Linked DNA regions of Lactuca sativa: region 2 is linked to region 1. A link is a contact called in public Hi-C data. All regions are on one chromosome and are shown on one strand. The core of a region is the stretch at or near the end of the contact, and the rest is flanking DNA. Distances in the headings are between cores, read along the strand shown. Region 1 holds the start of LOC111911937 (transcription factor bHLH148). Region 2 holds the start of LOC111911900 (calcium-binding protein CP1).

Region 1 (2,700 bases), core at 121-2,620:
ATTTGTTAATCATTTATAACAAAGTCATAAATATATTAAAAATTAGTTTGTAGTTTTAAAAAATCAATTTGTTTAGATTTTAGTTTATTTTAATAGTCTGCAGATGTTAAAAAAACAAACAGTCTTCTTTTTTCAGACTGCAGACGTTTGGTCCACCTCTTCTGCTGTAGAGTTCTACAGATATGGTCTGCAAACTGCAGATATTTTGCCTTAAAAAACAAACTACACCTAAGATTTTGATCCCATTTTAGATAACATTCAAAAATAACAATTTACAATCTAAACCTAAAGTTTGATTTAATTTTTAGCCTGTGGTATATAGGTTTCTATATAGTAAAAAACTCTCTTCCAAAATATGATTAAAATGTTATGTTCTTTATACATTATGCAAAAAATATTTTATTTGTATAAAAACAATAGTTTGACCACTTTTATGGAAATTATCTAATTCTTTTGTTGCCGGATTATAAACTTATAAATAGAATAAAAAGACAAATAAACAAAAATAAATAATAAATACGATTTTTGAATTAAATTATAAGATACAAAATATTATCTAAAAAGTAAAAAAGAAATATCAAAATTTTAGGTTTTACTTCGAAATAACCCTACAATATTCGGAATTTTATTTAATTAATTTACAAAAAGAAGCAGATGATTACAAATCTTTATTCCTGACCATAAACACATATTAAACTTATAATATATATAATCAAATAAAATAGTGGATTAAGTATCACTTATTTTGTTAAATAATCGTTTATAAAGAGCACATTACAATTTAGATATTTAATCAGTAATTAAATCTTTTAAGATTATTTTCACATTAAGGCTATAGTCGATATAGTAACTAAAAAACTACCTGATAATTCAAAATATAGCTGTTAGCCGAACAAAAATTAGTTGATAAATCAGATGAAATATATAAAATCACATTTACAAGAATATATTTTTTATAACTAATTAAAAATATATTTAAAAAATTTAAAAAATTTTGAAAACTAATCTAAATGGGTTTTTAAAAAAATAAGTAACTTATAATCCATTTTTTATTTAACAAACATGACTACTTAAAAAATAAATTATTAACTTTTGTAAAGGGAGTATTAGAATGAAAAAAAAAAAAAAAGAAGAAGTTAAAAAGAGGGCATAGCAATGGTGGGGGATAACGGAAACATAACAGAGTTGACGTAGTGGGTTGAGGAAGTGTAACGGCGAGATGGGGCCCATGTGGACCATATCACCACCACGATGGCACGAACATTATAAAGAAACAAACAAAAACAATGAGGGATAAAAATGGAAAATAATAAAACTGAAAGGGGTAAAACAAAAAAATACAAGAGCTTTAAAACGAACGTGAGAGAAACAGAGAGAGAAAGAAAGGAGAACGGGCCAAGGCGTGCTTCTCTGTGAATCCTCCTCTCTCTCTTCTAACTTTCTTTTTCTCTCACTCACAAATACGCACCAAACAATAGTTATTAGTTGAGATTCTTTTCGAATTGCATATGCAAATCGAGAACGATTCATCTGAAGCTGTGAATTGATCAGAGAAAAGAATTTAGATCAGCTTTTCTTCTTCAAGGTATAAATCATCGATTGTTGTTTAATGTTTATCGATTCCGTGAGAAATTTGTTTATTATCTGTTGATTTGTTATTTGTGTAATCGATGTAGATATTTCTTAGAAGTTTTTATCGGTTTTGTATTCGATTTGGATTACCAATGAAATGCGTAGTTTGTTGTTTACACAGAGAACATGTATGTCTGCTTCCTGATTCGAATTATTGATTCTTGTTTCTGACACGATTGAGTTGAATCTGCAGGTACTGTTTTCGGATTCTCTGGCTATTGATCCGTCCTGAGAAATAATTCCAACGGTTTCTTTTGGTGATGGCGTCGTCGACGTTGATTTCGGATCCGGTAACGAACAACATCGAAAGAGCACGTGATTCATCGAAGAGAAGAAAGAAGAAGAGAATCCATAGGCAATCTACTGGCGATCAGACGATTGAGAACTCGAGTAACAATAACAACCAGATTATTTCATGGAAATCCGAAGCTCAGCAACAAGTATACAGCTCAAAACTCCTGCAAGCGCTCCGCAATGTCCGGATCAACTCCGGCACGTCTCCGCCTTCTGCTCCTCGCCGTGGACGCGCCGTTCGTGAAGCGGCCGACCGAGTCCTTGCAGTAACAGCGAAAGGTCGGAGTCGATGGAGCCGTGCGATTCTCACGAACAAAATCAAGCTTAAGTTTATGAAGAATAACAGAAGACAGAGAGGGACCGCTGTCACAGCAACAGGTAATAGCCGGTTAAAAAAGCCGCGAGTGAGTATTTTAAAGCTGAAGACAAAAAATCTACCGGCAGTGCAAAGGAAAACACGTGTTCTCGGCCGGTTGGTTCCCGGTTGTCGGAAACAACCGTTGCCGGTTGTATTGGAAGAAGCAACTGATTATATAGCCGCTCTTGAGATGCAAGTTAAAGCCATGGCTGCCCTCGCCGACCTTCTCTCCGGCGGCTCCAGTTCGACTTCCGGCCCCGGCACCGGCGCTATGATTCTAAGTCAGCTCAGTCTTAGGCAGCCACCACAGAGCTTGTAATATCCACTCTCTTTCTTCTTCCTTCTTCCTTCTTTTTTTCTGATTTTATATTTTCATCCACCTACGCCTCACGCCACTGTTCAAATTCATTCTCTAC
Region 2 (2,700 bases), core at 106-2,605, 160 kb before region 1:
AATTTATACATTAGACACACATACACCATATTATATCACAAACACATACACTAGATTAATAATGGTTCTATATTGAGTTTTTCCGCATACACACGACTCTACATGCATTATTATATAAAAAAGATAGGAGAATAATTTTGTAAAAGAATAGCAATTCCTAAAAATGTAAAGAAAAAATATTTAGAACATATACAAAACCAATATATGAACTAATTAAAAAAAAACTTAATTTTAAAAAACTTATAAAACAAATTTAAAAAGTTTGTAAAATATGTTGGATCAAATTCTTAAGAAAACATAAAACTAATTGAAATAGGAAAAAACATAATACAAATTTGTAAAAAAAAAGCCATAACTTGTTGGTAATATTTATATAAATATAGAATATCTACATTGACTATTGACAATCATTTTTTTTTTTCCATGGAGTGGCGTAAGCACTTTGTGGAGCCTTCTGCTCTCGCAACGATGTCGACATGGAGGTTTTTAAGAATCTCTCCGGTCAAAGGGATAGTTGTTATTTCGTCTCCCGTCTAATTTTACACCCTTTATCATCTCAGATTGCATTTCGTGATATTCAGTCCCTCATCATATTTGAAAAAAAAGAACACACCTTATTATAACATAACTATACTAGGGATTTGGTTATTTTGTGATAAGTTTTGAGTTTATTATAGATGTAGTTAATATCATACTTTCTAGGTACGTTTAAGTGCTAAGATTGTTTGATAATTGTCGATTAAGTTAGATTTGATTAAGTCCATATCGGATTGGAATTCAACTTCTTACCAAACCTAACAATATGCATATTAGAGGTTATATGATGGAATTAGAAACTTCTAATTGTGATATCAAATAGTTTGAATTTGACCCAGTCAGATTTACTTCTTATTATATCCAATAAAAAATATATCAAATAGTTCCTTATTATTATTATTATTATTATTATTATTATTATTATTATTATTATAACATTTGGGTTCAACAAGTTAATTTGTTGTTGAAATATTGTAAATATATATTATTGTTAACCAAATTATATGCAATTGCTTCATTGTTTGATGAAAAGAGGATAACATTTTAAAATTTGAAACACACCGTCTAATAAAACATTTGACACAGTATATATTAAAATACTTCAAAAATACATGGAATATAAATCTTGACTGAAATGTGTAGATATAATATGTATTTAACTCTATATAACGATAAATGAGAAAGTAGAGGGTACAAAAGCATACAAATATAAACTTTATGGACCAAAACCAAATAGCTAATAATCACAAATCACGCGCTATTTTGAGCCCTATAAATACATCAACTTCGTTTCCAAAATCCTCTGGCGAGCGATTTTTTCATTCGTAATTCTAAATCGCAAAATCGCCAAAAAAAAAAGGAGAGCGCACCTTAGCTATGTGTCCTACCGGAACTTCCCTACCACCGTCGAGAAAACCCGCCGATTTACGATCGGCATTTGATGTCCTCGACGTTGACCGTGATGGAAAGATCAGCCACGATGATCTAAAACGTTTTTACGCGGACGCAGGCGACGAGATCATCGGAACGATGATGAAGGTGGCCGATTTGAACAAGGACGGCTACGTCGAATACGAAGAGTTCGAGAACGTTCTGAGGACAAATAAGAACGGAATTAGCAGCTGCGTAATGGAGGATGTGTTTAATGATATGGACAGAGACGGCGACGGAAAAGTAGGTCACGGAGACCTCCGGAGTTATCTTCGGTCGGCGGGAATTGAAGTCAACGACGATGATATCAAGGCGATGGTTAGTTTAGGCTCCGGAGATGATGATAACGACGGTGTAACGTTCGAAGGATTTCTTAAGATATTGGCGATTTGATGATTTGAAATGCTTAGGGTTTCGCCGCATTGGTTAAGGTGCCATTTCTTCTTCTGGACGTTTTTGTTTTGTTTCTATCAACTGTAAATTGAAATTGTGGATTACAAGTTCAGGATTTTTGTGTTCATGAAATCAAATCAAAGTTTGTGAAGATGAATCGCAGATTTTGATCTTGATTTAGAATTTAGGTTCCATTCATGAAGTCATATTTGTTGTAATTGGAAATTGAATTTCAAATATAGACGATTCGCTTTCATTTCTTCTTGATATTATTATGATTATTATTGCATGATAATTGAACAACGATTTTAAAAATTCCTATTGAAATGCAATACGATTGCTCGAACCTTACAAAACGCCAAAACGTGTTGTTAAATTTTGACAAAGTGCTAACTTCAGATCATATCAATAGCATATGTGACCCAAATTATAAACTAATTGTTTATATTTGTTAATTTAATGAAATCTACTTAAAACCTATTATAATTGATAAAATAACGAAGACAATTGTAAGAAATAACATGTTTTACTCTTTGTTACATATAAACACATTTAACCTCTTAACCAAATTTTAGAAATCTTTCTACATATAAATACATTTCCTTTTCATTCTCCCACCTATACGTGATTGCATGAAAGCCATTTAACCTCTTAACCAATCCTTCAACCACCATACTTGGTGATTAATTTCCCATTCATCTAAAGCACCTTTTGGACGTTTGACATACCAAAATGAAGGTACATGGAACCCCAATATATAATCATTTACCTATTTTGAGAATGTTTTAAAATTTTCTGTTAAAAAAATAAGAAAAACCTATTTTTTAACCAATTTTACAA

What was found. A called contact is a pair of places that touch in the nucleus more often than the background predicts.
Region 2: a Hi-C map of leaf shows a contact between it and region 1, with 9 times the contacts expected there. The contact joins the promoter of LOC111911900 here to the promoter of LOC111911937 in region 1. A contact is called at or near these places in 2 of 4 Hi-C or Micro-C datasets (leaf and seed).

The regions. Positions count from the first base shown.
Region 1 is chr1:50,413,485-50,416,184 of Lsat_Salinas_v11, reverse strand. LOC111911937 (transcription factor bHLH148) reads left to right here and starts at 1,370. Exons shown (of 2, transcript XM_023907704.3): 1 at 1,370-1,585; 2 at 1,826-2,700. The coding sequence starts at 1,893. The coding sequence ends at 2,603.
Region 2 is chr1:50,569,930-50,572,629 of Lsat_Salinas_v11, reverse strand. It overlaps LOC111911900 (calcium-binding protein CP1), which reads left to right and starts at 1,355. Exons shown (of 1, transcript XM_023907650.2): 1 at 1,355-2,116. The coding sequence starts at 1,414. The coding sequence ends at 1,860.